Linked DNA regions of Mus musculus: all the other regions are linked to region 1. The links are chromatin contacts, called in public HiChIP or PLAC-seq and promoter capture Hi-C maps. All regions are on one chromosome and are shown on one strand. The core of a region is the stretch at or near the end of the contact, and the rest is flanking DNA. Distances in the headings are between cores, read along the strand shown.

What was found. Promoter capture Hi-C pulls out the DNA fragments that hold promoters and counts their contacts. HiChIP or PLAC-seq counts read pairs in DNA pulled down with a chosen protein or histone mark.
Region 2: a contact with region 1 is called in an H3K4me3 HiChIP or PLAC-seq map of stem cell-derived neural progenitor cells, with 10 times the contacts expected there. The contact joins the promoter of Plekhh2 here to the promoter of Socs5 in region 1. A contact is called at or near these places in 1 of 39 promoter capture datasets (liver) and 1 of 115 datasets of contacts at active chromatin or transcription factors (stem cell-derived neural progenitor cells).
Region 3: a promoter capture Hi-C map of hippocampal neurons shows a contact between it and region 1, with 4 times the contacts expected there. The contact joins the promoter of Camkmt here to the promoter of Socs5 in region 1.

What each region holds. Positions count from the first base shown.
Region 1 is chr17:87,105,126-87,109,697 of GRCm38.p6, forward strand. It overlaps Socs5 (suppressor of cytokine signaling 5), which reads left to right and starts at 2,554. Exons shown (of 3, transcript NM_019654.2): 1 at 2,554-2,922. Gm30510 (a long non-coding RNA gene) reads right to left here and starts at 2,222. Exons shown (of 2, transcript XR_877091.1): 1 at 2,133-2,222.
Region 2 is chr17:84,509,688-84,514,259 of GRCm38.p6, forward strand. Plekhh2 (pleckstrin homology domain containing, family H (with MyTH4 domain) member 2) reads left to right here and starts at 2,208. Exons shown (of 30, transcript NM_177606.4): 1 at 2,208-2,277.
Region 3 is chr17:85,088,195-85,092,766 of GRCm38.p6, forward strand. Camkmt (calmodulin-lysine N-methyltransferase) reads left to right here and starts at 2,432. Exons shown (of 11, transcript NM_028576.3): 1 at 2,432-2,669. The coding sequence starts at 2,532. It overlaps Prepl (prolyl endopeptidase-like), which reads right to left and starts at 2,073. Exons shown (of 15, transcript NM_001163622.1): 1 at 1,912-2,073; 2 at 146-681. The coding sequence starts at 358.

The DNA of each region.
Region 1 (4,572 bases), core at 1,304-3,803:
AGGGCACCTGCAGTGAGAAGCCCAGGAACAACTCAGAGGTCCTGCTAGCTTCTCCTGTTTTGGTTTTTGGAACGCATGTCACTCCTGGCTTACCGAGTTATTAATTTACTCGCATATGGTTTGTGTTGCCCCATCAGCAACCTTGTCAGTTTTGTTGACCATTACATCTTGAGCTAATACTAAAATGCTGAATAAATATTGGCCTAATGATTAAATGGCACAAGGGAGGAAGCGAAGGTGGCAAAATGGAGAGACGGCGCTTAGCTCATACGATCAGTGGTCAGTGTGACACCATGAGAAGTGTGTCGGTCAGGTTTACAGCACTGCAATGATGAGCGTAGGAAGGCTAGCTGCCTTTCTCATAGAAAGACTGACAAGTTCACTGCCCAGGGGATGCAAGGCCAAGAAGGGCTGGGCCCTCCTACAACAATGAGCAACCAAGAAAATGCTGACAGACACATCCAAGAGCCAAGCTGATCAAGGTAGTCCTCCATGTGAGCTTCCTTTCAGATAATGCTGAGGTGTGTCAGGCTAACAGCTAAAGCTCACTAGAAGAGGGCAGAGCCTGTAGAACAAAACTGCTCGCATCCTGCACAGGAAGTGAAGCAAAAGGATGAGGGTCTCACAACTCACTATAACCCCCCTCCATGACCTAAAGCTTCCCACTAGCCTCTCTGTCTTTTAAAGGGTACACCACCTTCATGCCAAGGACCAAGAGTAATTCATAGGCCTGTGAAGAACATCCCAGGTCCAAATTATAGCAGATAGGGAGATGCTGGAGCAGTAAGAAAGTGGAGAGAGGCTTGTTCTCTGGTTCCAAGAGCTCTGGAGAGAAAGCTAATGTGGTACTGTAAAACAATACAAGGAACAGAGGAGGAGAAGGCTTGGGGAAGTTCGGAAAGTATGGGTTCCAATGTGGAACTTACTCCAATAGACAAGTAGAGCGGCTAAAAGCTGCTTAGGAATGCAGATCTGGCCCTCACTGACCGGACGCCGGACGTCCATCCGTGATTCTATCTGAATGGCTAGATCATCTCCTGTGCACTGTGTGCCTTCCAAATAAGAGGGCTGAGGGCCAGAACCTGCTACTCTCAAGGAGTCAAAGAGAACAGACAGTTGAAAAATAACTGAGAAAGCAATCTGAGGGTGTACAATGTTAAGAAAGGTAGGGTGGGGCTGAAAAGAGTCTAAGAAAAGCCTTCAAGAAAAAGGTAGTCTGCCGGTCCCACTGCAAAGCATTAAAGACTAAAGGTGGTCAAAAATCTCAATATTCAGCAGGTTGAAGTAGGAGCACCATTACCTAGAAGACAGCTTGGGCTACATATTGCGTTCCAAATCATGCTAGGCTATACAGTGAGACTGTTTCAAACAAACCGGACTAAGGTGTGTGTGACCCTATGTGTATGCCGCTGATAGAAGGACCACTTTGGGGAGATACGCAGGGGGAACAGACTACTGTATTTGAATCATGAAGTAAACAAGTCTTTTTGTCTGAGCACCGGAAAGTAGTATGTCTAAGAAGTGGCCAGTTAGCTTACGAGTGGTAACCACGGTTCTACACTTGATCTTAGCCAAAAGGCCAAGAAGCGGTGGTAACCACGGTTCTAAAGGGGCAGCTGAGGAGTCTCGCGGGTATCACAACCCCCCATTCACTTCTCTGTCCTTGCTGTCATTTCCACGGCCGGGGCGATCCACATAAAATGCAAGCAAAGAGAGGAAGCGACAACACCCCTCCCCTCGTGTATGACTCATCTTCGTGGCAGCTGAGAGCCTGGATAGGAAGAGTTGAATTCAATGAGGTGCCCGGTTTCCCGTTGAATATTGGAATTCAGTGACTCGGATGGCTCCATGCTGAAGGGAGCTAGGGAGACTCATTCACATTTTTTTCCTACCCGGCACTCGCAACCTCCATTCAGCATTTTCCCCTTGGTCTCCCTAACGGAGCCCAAAGGAACAAAGCTACTCCCCACCCGCACCTCGGGTTGACCTTCCACCCGAGCGCCCACCCCTAGCCCGTTCCACGGCCACGTGACCCTCTCCAGCCTCCTAGCCTCCCGGGCCTCTCCCCCTCCCCTCCAGTCCGAGCCCGCTTGGCCCCGCCCACCCCGCCCACGTGTCAGCCTCTCTCCCACCTGACTGGCTCCTCCCTCTTCGGCCGAACCCGGCCGCTTGTCTCAGCTGCCCGACTCCAAAATGGCAGCCGCGCACAGCACGCACCAGCGCGGCCGGACCTCCTTAACTCGCCGGCCTCCCCTCTTTAGCTCCCAGCCTCCCTCCTCCGGCCTTCACCTACCCGCCTCTGGATTGGCCGCCGGGAGTCCCGCCCACCTGGAGCCCCGCCTGCCATTGGTCACGGTAGGCTGCCCTTCAGAGAGGCGTGGCCCAGCCCGCCCCCCACCCCGGGAGGTATTTTCCATTCCGGTGGGGGGCTGGGGGGGCGGGGGGAGGGGAGAGGGTGACGAGGGGGAGGCGGCCGGGAAGGGGTGGGGGCTGGCGGGGGCATCCGGCCGAGCTGGGGTCCCCGGGCTCCGTCCGGAGGAAGCGAGGCTGCGCCGCCGGCCCGGCAGGAGCGGAGGACGGGACGCGCGGGCGGTCGCGCTCGCCCTGTCGCTGACTGCGCTGCCCCGGCCCATCCTTGCCTGGCCGCAGGTGCCCTGGATGAGGCCGCCGCGCGTGTCCCGGCCGCTGAGTGTCCCCCGCGGTCGCCCGGCGCCTGCCCTCAAGCGGCCGCCTCTCCTTGCCCGGGTCCCCGTTTTCCCCCGGCGCAGTCCTCCTCCGGTGGGCGCCTCCGCACCTCGGCGCAGGCGGCACGGCCCTCGGGCCGGGATGGATCCGCCGGGAAGAGGAAGACAAGCCGGGGCGTTGAGCCCCTGCGCACGGTGCCGCCGCGCGTAGTGGGAGCTTACTCGCAGTAGGCTCTCGGTACGTCTCGGAGGAATTGCTTTTCGGTGGGAGTCGGGACACCTAAGGGGAAGAAGGGGTCGTCTGGGGCCGATAGGAGGGCATTCGTCATCGGGGTCGTGGTGGGTCGAGACTGGGTGGGGGAGGTCGTCGGTGCCCACTGCCAAGGGTAGAGGGGGTCCAGGCAGGTCACCTAAGAGCTCCATAGCTCCGACCTGAGGGTCCTCAAGGGCGACGATAAAAGGTCTACCGGGACGTGAAGGAAGGACCGGGGAGCGTGGATGCGGGAAAAGACTGGAGCATCTCTGGGGGGTTTAACCTGGGGTGGTTATTACAGGATGCGGAGGCGGCCGCAAGGAAGACCCCGCTCCAAGTCCTTGAGCTTTTAATAAATGGTTCTTTGGTGCTGGGACTTGGGCATTCGAGTAGCTGAAGCGGAGTGAGTTTGTGGAGAGGGAGTTGCATTGACAGAAGGATGCTGAGGAACAACGTGAATACCCTTGGTTTGGTTCTCAACTTTGAAGGCTATGGGGGTCAGCCACGAGCTTTTGGCATTTTTTTATTTTGGTGTTCCAAGCAAAAGGTGGCTGGCTGCTGGACTTCGTCAGTGATTCCTTATTTTAAATTGTATGTATATATTTGATGGGGTTGGGCAGTTACCAGTTCTCCTGGACATTCTTCCAACTACACCTTGACATTCTTACAGCAGCTTCTCATCTACACCGGAGGCCTGCTCCTTTCAAAGTTAACACTAGGCTAGACTGTCCTATTACGATTTACTGACATTTATCCTAGAAGACGATTAAGTCATGCTTGCTTTTAACTGTTTCTTTACAGGGCCGTGTAAAATTGAACTGCATGTTCTATAGAAGTTTAAAAATGGTTTCTCTTTAAGGAATGAAATGAAAAAGATGCTGGTGTTAGAAGGCTCTGCTAAAATGAGCTCGAGTGTTCTAACAGTTGGGAATTTAGTCAAATGCGTACTTTAATCTTAATAGTCTCTCGGATTCATAGTCCCTTTTTGAAATCGGCCTAGCAACGGAAGGAAGACACAGCAGGAAGCGGTGACTGTTGTCTGGAGTTCACCTTTGTGATTGTCCTGCAGGGATGTTACCTTTTTCATGTCTGTGGACTAGAAAGAGTAAGCTGAGAATTGCACAGCTAGTCTGTAGTCTCCTGTTAAACTCACACCTGTATTACTAATTTCATACATTTGTTGAGTTTCCTATGGCTTACAAAATGAAAACTCACTTGATTAGGGAGTCCTTAACATTTAGGGGGAAAAAAAATCTGAAGGCTACTTTGCTGGCTAATTAAAACATTTCTGCAAAAAAGTGCTAATATTTTTAATGGTTCTTCCCAGTTCTTGAAAAAGTAGTGGTTAATTATATATTTTTCTTCTTATTGTCCTTGAATTTTACCGTTTGTCCTTAGGGAGAATGTACTGGCATACAAAACAGCAGCTTAAAATATTGAAACATAACACCTTTTGACATTATAATGGCTTCTGCATGATTCACCTTGAGAATCATCTCTGGCGAGCCAGCAGTGGTGGGCTTTCCCTTCCTCTTCAGTTGGGAGTGGGCTGGCTGTCTCCTATTGTGGGCCTACAGCAAAACAGTTTACTGGCTGTGAAGTAATGGTGATAACTTTCACAAAAAGAGAATGAGA
Region 2 (4,572 bases), core at 958-3,457, 2.6 Mb before region 1:
CACAGCTCCCATGTGCTGACCCCAACCATAAAGTATTCTAGTTGCTACTTCATAACTACAATGTTGCTACTGTTGTGAATCACAATGTAAACATCTGTGTTTTCCAATAGTTTTAGATGACCCCTGTGAAGGGTTGTTTAACCCTCGAAGAGGTTGCAACCCACAGGTTGAGAACTACTGCCCTAGACGAACACCTGCATCTTTCTCAGCCCAGGGTAATGATGAATCCACTTCTCTGAGCATCCCATATTTACGGAATCATACAATATTTCCAATTTTGTGATTAGCTCTTTTCATTTAGTGTATTTTCCAAGGCTTATTCAACCCGTAGCTTGATTTCTCTCCCTCATCACCCTGTCTGTCTTTCAGTCTCACCCTGTCTGTCTTTCAGTCTCACCCTGTCTGTCTTTCAGTCTCTCGAACCTCAGGTTCACTATGTAGCTGACAATGAGCTTGATCCTTTTAGGTCCGGGCCGCCCAGCTTCCACCTCTTTTTAGCTCTGAATACTATTCCATCCTATCATGTGGAGCTTGGGGTTTTTGGTTGTTTGCTTTGGTTTTGTTTTCTACGGCCAGAAAAAGGAAGCTACTGCACCTTTAAAAAAAATCATAGCCAAATTCAGTTTGTCATGTTTCTAGAAAAAGGTGACTGTAAGTAAATATTGGCTGAGCCTTACAAAGATGGCAGTCATGTTGAGAAAGCTGCTTTTTATGACTGAACGTATTCACTCAGCTCACTAGTCTATTTAGTGTTTCTGACTCACAAACGGAAGTGATTCTATTTTGGCATCCTCCGTCTTTCTCTTGTTGGGTCTCTGCTGACTTGCTGTGCTAAATTATGCAAGTTACTTTAACTGTTGATTTAACTCCCGCATGCTCTGTAAAATGAGCCCAGTCCAGCCTGCTTGTTTGCCAAGGCTGTTTGGAGACAATTTTTCATATGCTATGCATCATCAGCTCCCACAGAAGGCAGAAAGAATTTGATGTGTGGGGGTTGTCTGGGATCCAGTCCAAAATTAGTGCTCATCTGGAAGAAACATGGACGCCTGGTGCTTGCTTGCTGGCCTTATTTGTTTTCACTTAGGGCTTTCCCTCTAAGGAACTTTGCAAAATTTATCACTTTAGTATTTTTTATATATATATATAAGGTTGGCTTTTTCTTTTGTAAAAAGACTGAAGTGGGAAAAGCCTTCTGATGCCTTCTATTAGTGAACTGTGTATCAAAGAGAGCAATTTGTCTGACCTAGTTTGATGACCTGGGGAAGGATTACCTCTAACATCCAGAATTTGTCCCTCTCCTCCCACTCCCCTCCCCTTCCCTCCCCTTCCCTCCCCTCTCCTCCCTCTCCCCTCTCTCTGGTCCCTTAACAACTCCCAAGACTGGCCTCTTTAGGCCCCTGCTTGGGATGTGAAATCCAACCAGATTTATCATTCATGTGCTCACGCAATATGCTTTTGTGCGATTTGCAAAAGAACATAACAGCTCCTCCCTTTGAAATGCTTGCTGGCCTACAGTGGCAATAGTAGGTCAGGCAAACGTGTGCACTCACTCCAAGAGAGGCAAAAAACCGGACGTTCTGAGGGCAAAAAACGGGAGCAGAGGTTTCCACTATGTGGGGCAGTCTGGAGACTCACTGGGCTGAGAGGAGAGATAGAACTTTTAAAGGTGGGAAGGAAACAGCATGTCAATGCTCCCAGCTGGATTCCTCAGACCTCAGACCACAGTCACCCGAGGTGTGAGCAGCAGCTGTAAAAACTAAACTTGCACAACTACGAGGGAGGTTTTTCAGGCTACACACGGAATCCGTTCTTGGCCATTTAAACCCAACCTGGAAGACAATAAAGGCCTTGGCAAAGTGCACACTTACACTAGTTAATGTAGAAAGACAGACTGGCCAGAGGAGAGAGTTCACGCCTAGAGACAATGCAACAGGATGGTCCATAGGTCCAATCGAGGCAAAAGGAATGGAAAAGAGGTGACTAAGTGCTTCATCAGGCCTTAAAATCTAGGTGTGGGGAAGGCAGTGGGAATACCTCTTGGGTCAGGGCTCTTTACTCCGAGGGGCACCGGGAGGAGCTAGAGTTATAAACACCTCCTCCAGTGACGCCAGGTGGTCGGCTGCGTCTTCCGATTAGCTACTCCGGCCGCCAATCCCGCAGGAGGCGGCGCTGTCCCGGCCGCTCGGAGCTCCGAGTGCGGTCGGCGCGGGCTGAGAGCCGGGGAAGCCGGCGGAGCCGGGTGACTGGCGAGCCGGAACATCAGGCGCCGCCGCAGAGGTAGGCAGGTGGGCAGAGCGCGGGGTCCAGCGTCCTCGGGGACCGAGCCTCCCGGGTTCCTTACCCCGGGAACCAGGGCGTCCTGGGTTGCCGGCGAGGAAGGGGTCGGCGGGGTCGGCGGAGTGGGACAGGGATGCAGCGCAGGACGCCTCGCGCCCTGGCTCGGCCGGGTCCCGGGTCGCCCGCAGGAGCTGGCTGGGGACGGCTCTACGTTCCTCGGGCTCCTGTGACGTTCTGTTAGAAAAGCAGGGCCCCTGGCTTGTGGTACCGCTGGGGGTCGTCGGGTAGGGGAGCTGCGGGGCAGCCCCGCGTCCCCGCGCGCCTTGGGTCCCATCGGCGATGCAACAGTTCGGCCTGCGCTTCTGATGAGCCGTGCTTTGAGGGGACCCCGGGACCACAGTTCTCCAGCTTTTCATTTTTAACACCTCTGCTTGCCCGACCGCCCGACGCCAGAGCGCCCTAAGGTGACATACCCCGAAACGAATCTGTCCCCGGAGGAGTTGAGGCACCCTGCCTTGCAAAAACTCTCCTCTAGCCCGGCTACCTGAGGGTCACTGGCTTCTTTGTGAAAGTTCCAGTCTTTGCAAGCCTGGACCTCATAGGCTGTGTGTGTGTGTCCAGGAGGAGTGTGGAGGAGAAGGCTGTTCTGGGCAGTGCCGCTGAAGGGCAGGCATGCCCCAAGTAGGGCTAGGTGCTAAGGTTCTTTGAACAAGCATGCTTCAGCCTAGTTAAAGACATCTTTTCTGCATTGGGGGTAGGCAGGACATAACCTACAACCCAACTGTTCTAAAGAATATATAGGCTTTAGGGGATTATCTAAATTCCATCAGTGTGAGTCTAGGTAGTAACTTTCCTTCTTCCCTCCCTCGCTCTTTCCCTCTCTCCCTTCCTCCCTTCCCAGGACTTTAGTCTTTTCAAACCTCTCCCACCCCCTTTTAGGAGCTGGAAAAGAAACAGGAAGTCAGAGATTCAGAGAAAAGAGCGTTCACTCCACAACTATAAACAGTTTATTTTGTGCCAGTAAATATTTCCGAAGTCACTGGAAGTCTTTGGAAAACCTCAGTTTTTGTCTGCCCCCTGCAGAGAAGGTAGATCCCCTTAGAGTTCAAAACTTAGAGAGGACATTTTTAGAAGTGGAAGCCATACAGTCCTGTCACTAGGGACGTTGAAAGTGTTGAGAATTCCCATTCTTAGCCAGCCAAGGTGGAGCTCTGCTGGGTTACAGCTGCCTTCTACCTAGATACAGAATTACAGAGGGACCCAGGACGCCTCTTGTCTGGACCTTGAGCTATCACAAAACCAAACTGAAGTCTTGAATTTCTTTTTATTATGACCTGGTTGTTGGGCACCAAAGATGTCAGATGCATGTTTGGTCATCTTTAAGCTTTTCTACTTCATCATAAAAATGTATAATTACAACAACTAAAGACAAATAGATGTAGTTAACTTTGAATTTTCTTGTATTGTTACCTAGGTATCTCTACCTGGCAAAGTGTAAGAGATATGTACTGTACTTTTCGTAGTTGGGGTTAACAGTTACTTCTCTATTATTTGAGTTATTGGTGAGATTCCTGGCAGGGATAACAACTAATAATAAATGGTTAAATCTGTAAATGTGTTCTTAGTATATATCCATTTTTGTTTGTATATATTCTTTTTAATTGGGATATAATTCACAAATCATAAAATCGACCCTTTGACAGGGGATTGGGGCATATTTGCGCAGTTATCACTATCCAGTTAGAGAATAGTGTCTTCCTGCCCACTAAGAAACTCTAGTCCAGTGCTTCTCAACCTGTGGGTCGAGACCTTTTTGGAGTAGAATAACCCTTTCTCAGAGGTCACTTAAAACAATCAGAAAACACATGTATGTTATGATTCATAACAGTAGCAAAACTGTAGTTATAAGTAGCACACCACACGAAGCCCGTCTCGGGCCAGTTCACCCCATAGCTGCTGCTGTTCCTTGGTGGTTACCCCTTAGTACCGCTCTCTCCAAGATCCTGCTGCAGCAACCGCGTCGTGCCAGACCTCACCCAACTTGTCCCCAAGAACACTTCAGTCCTTGTGCTTCTACTGCACAAGGCTCAGCTGTTCACCCTGACACCTTCATGCCTTCAAAACCATCTGGGTGACTCTATACATTACCAAGTTTGTCCGCCAGCATGAGATGCAGCCTTGGCTTTCTCTGGACCACAGCTTCTGTGCGCTGACTCTGAGGACATATTCCCAGTAAAATTTACCTCAGTATTGCTGGTCTCTAAATCGCTGGTAAAATCTCAGCTCTAGCTAACC
Region 3 (4,572 bases), core at 1,182-3,681, 2.0 Mb before region 1:
CTACAGGTATTTGAGCCTAAAAAAAAAAAATCTTAAAACCAAATTAGAATTACTGAGAAAATGAGTAATGGATACCTTACCCATTATTTATGAACTACAATTAGTATTAATGGCCTACAAACAGATTAACTCGAACAGTCCATACCTTACACGAGAAGCTCCGACTTGGGATGTTTCTTGCTAATCCTGCTATCCTGGGTTTATTCTGCAGACACTTGGTTAGGTGGTACTTTTTCAATCTTACTCTACTGTAATAAGGACCAGCGACGTTACGGTAACTCTGTTTCTGCATGCAGTTCCCAAGATGAGGAATACTATGCTTCAAAGCTCGGAGAGAGAATTTGGCCGTCTGCAGCATGGTGGCAAAGTCCCTGGTTTTTGCTCCCTTAGGGGCTGCCAGCACGTGGATGATTTCATACGTATAATTATACAGTCATGGGATCTTAGTGCATTTGAGGTCCCCACATCTCATCCCTCCCCTGTGGCGTCATGAGCCCCTTAGGTTACCAATTACTGTAGACATCTGATAACTTAGGTTAAACACGTTTAAAACCTTGTATGCGTTAAGTTCATTCAGATCATACTTCTTGGCAGGCGGGACTTAATAAACACGTCATCTGTAAAGTCAGTTTTCCTAGGGACAAGCTAAGCAGCAGTGACTCTGGAGAACGTATGGACAAACTAAAACAAAACAAAACAAAACAAAACAGAAAACAAACAAAATAAAATAATTTGCAAATGAGTAAATGAACTTAATGGGAATCTCAGGTACTCAGAGGGGGTTCAAAAGCAAGATGGCTTTTATCTTACATAATTCTGGGCATATCATTGGGATGTGAAAGACAAATTAGAAAAAGCCTAAACCATGACATAAAAGGGGGATGCTTAGTTGTTGAGTGAGGCGAGGCGCCACATAGTTTTCACCTAGCTGTCTAGTTTAAGCTGCGTGTGCACTCGATGAGTGAGCTAGAGCTGGTCATTGTCCAGGTGGCCCAACTGTGGCTCTGGGGAGCTGGAGACACTCCCCCAACTCACTGATTCAGTGAACCGCCCAACTGACTGGCTCCTCCTCCTAGAGGAGCAATTGGATTTCACCATAAAAGGATAATGAATTAAAAACAACTGTAAGATGCACAAATAAAATGTCGAGTCATTTTTGGTTTCTTCTGGAAGGTAAAGATCATTTTAACTTCCATAACTACAGACCCAGGTTTAGGTCTTGGGCCTTGTACACTAACTGCATCTGGATTCAATTTTTTCACTTGTGGAACAGAAATTAACCATAGCACTTAATCTCTGCGGTTGTAGTTTTGTAACAAAACCAAACAATTTATTTTAAGAACTTAGTCCAAGTACCTGGCACATAGTAACCATTCAACAAAAGGTCGTTAATATTATTAGCATAGGGATAATTTAGCTATGCTAAACACTGTTGAGTGTAAAATGAGAGAAATCTTCTCTAACACGTTCCTTGGTAGCACAGAAACACTGCGTCAGTTTTGCCATAGATCCGACCAGCTATGACGCCCCCTCCCCCCCTTAATCTCTTATGTCGCAGCAAAATAATGGGCCAGTGGAGCAGTAGCCTAGAAGAAAAATGCTTTTAAATCGCTTAGTCTGTCCCCATAGCTCCAACCCATTCATCCACCATCTGCATTGAGAAGACCCTGTGCGAGGATAGGGAGACTGGTGGGGTAAGTAAGCAAATGGGTGCTCCCGGAGCACCTCCTCGTTTCCCGGTGCAACTGTGCATCCCGAACACGTCGTATTCACAGGACGTGAGGGAATGGTACGGGTCAGAACGTACAGAAGAGACAGGGATCAAAAAAGGGACCAGGGAAGTGAGGAATGGCTGGAAGGTGGGCAGAGGAATTAGGAAAGGGGAACCATCAGCAACCCTTCCATACGTACGCAAATCGAAAGACAGCTGGACGAGCGAAGGTAGAGAAGACAAATACGAGAAACCGAAGCTCTCCAGAAGGAGCTGCAGTCACCTCAGCCTTGTCCAGCCGAAGCCAGCCTCCAGCACCCAGCAAGAAAGACAACCTACCTCGCGCCGCCCAGAGCTAGTTTGCAGCACGCCGGTCTACGTAACACCAACCCAGACCGATAGGGAAGCGCATTTCGCCATCTTTATTATGGCCAGTGGTGGGCTTTTTCTCTTCCTGAACTCACTCATCTTAGGAGACAACTGTATTTCGGTTTTCTGGTATTCCGGCGAGCAAGAGACAAAGTGAGGAAAAAAAGAAAACAGCGAGGAAAGCCCTGTCTGCAGCTATTCCACAGTCCCCTCCCACTCCGGCTCGCCCTCACTTAAGATGGCCACCAGAAAAAGTGGTGCAATGAAGCGACGCCGCTGCTTTGGTTGCCAAGGAGACGCTAATACCGGAAATGCGGAATTCGGGGAGGGTGCACGGAAGAGCTGTGGGCCAGAGGCCGGGCGTCACAGGTCCTGACAGGGAAGAAGTTGGCAGGTCCTGACTGGGGAGAGCCGTGGCGGACGCAACCTCCGGGTCCAGTCAGCTCTGGAGATGGAGTCGCAGGTCGCGGCCGCTGGGGCTGCAGAGACTGAGGCAGAGGCGGGCAAGCGTCCCGCGATGGGCAGTGCCAGCCAGGGCTCGCTGGTCTCGGCGCCCAAGGGGGCCGTCCGGTGGCAGCTTCTGCGACAGGTAAGGGCGAGCGCTCGCCTGCCCTGCCTGTGGCCACTCCCCTCGCAGGTAGCAGGCAGCCCGTTTGTCGGGAGCCAAGCGAGAAGCGCCCCCTTGCTCCTTCATCTCCGCTGTCCCGCTGTCCCACCAAAAATGGGAGAGACTCTGGCGGGGCTGGAGAGCGGGACAGCCAGAGCGAGCTCTCAGAAACTCAGAAAATCCTTGTGCTCGCCTGTCTGGTGGGTGGGACCGCCTGTCTTCTCCGTGTGCTGCTCTTCTTTCCCGCCCCCTTTCCATCCTTATTTTATTTTTTGCTTCTTAACTCCCAGCCTGGTCACCTGGGTGCACTTTTTGGTCCCACATCTCTGGAGATCCGTGAGGTTCACTAATGGGATGGGGATTCTGCACGCGTTTCCTGGTTTTGTATATGGGAGAGTAAAGGGAGAGAGGGAAACCTACTGCTTGCTCCTTTTCCCGCCACGTGAAACTAAGTTTGGAGTCATTATTGGGATACTCGCTGCCCAAGGTTTAGCAACGAATCCAGATACTTCAGTCTTCCAAACCGCTCCAGTGAAGGCTGCTGTGTTTATAAGTTTTCTTAGTCATTGTGACTCCTCACAGCAATAGGAAAGTAACTAAGACAGTGGCCGGGGGGCAATGAGTCCTTAGTCTGTTATTTTACTTAGTTATTGCTTTTTAACAACCACATGTCGTATGTCATGCAATGTCTGTGAACCACCTGGTAGTCTCTTGATAAAACCTGAGTGGTTTACGGTTGTGTACCTGGTCTATATACCCATAGTTCTCAGAGTTGGCTGGCATGTTCTCCCAGTTATGGTAGAGTGTATAAGAGCAAGAGGCACATTTCAAATCCCTGCTTACATGATGTCTGTTAATATGCTATGTTACTTAGCTTCTATTATTACTGTGATAAAAATGCTAGGCAATGCAATTTAAGAAAGGAAGGGTATGTATTGGCACACAGTTTGACGGTACAGACTTTAGTAGGAAAAATCAAGGCTCAGGATCCTGGAGCATTGTGTGAGCAGTCAGGAAGAACAGAGCGATGGATGAATATGAGTTAGTTCCAGTTCTCCTTTTTATTTAGTTCAAGACTCAGTGTGTGATGTGGCGATACCACATTGAGTGTGTCTCCTCTCAGTGACTGTAGTTAGGAAAATCCATTACACACATACCAAGAGGTTAACCTAGTGTAGATAACCCTTCCTAGACAGGTGGAGACTTTCGGTTCCTCCAGTTCTTGTCAAGTTGATAATCACTATGAGCCGTCTCATAAACCGTTAGCTAAAGGAAGATGCATGGCCAAGCCAAAATTCACAGTGTAAGAGGTAAGACTTTATTTTTAAATTTTTTTAGGTGTGTCTTAGGGTTTCTATTCCTGCACAAAACATCATGACCAAGAAGCAAGTTGGGGAGGAAAGGGTTTATTCAGCTTACACTTCCAAATTGCTGTTCATTACCAAAAGAAGTCAGGACAGGAACTCACACAGGGTAGGAACTTGGAGGCAGGAGCTGATGCAGAGGCCATGGAGGGGTACTGCTTTCTGGCTTGCTTCCCCTGGCTTGCTAAGCTTGCTCTTTTACAGAATCCAAGACTACCAGCCCAGGGATGGCACCACCCACAAGGGGCCCTCCCCTGCTTCATCACTAATTGAGAAAATGCCTTACAGCTGGATCTCATGGAGGCATTTCCTTAAGGAAGGCTCCTTTCTCTGTAATAACTCCAGCTTGTGTGAAGCTGACACATACAACCAGCCAGTACAACATGTCAGGGAAAAAGTGATTTTTTTTTCTGTAATAATTCAGTTGATTACCACAGGCTAAACATGTGTGGGCTTTTCATAAGTGTTTAAAGTGGCTAAACGATTCATGCATGTTTCATCTGTGTTCAGAAGCAGAAAGC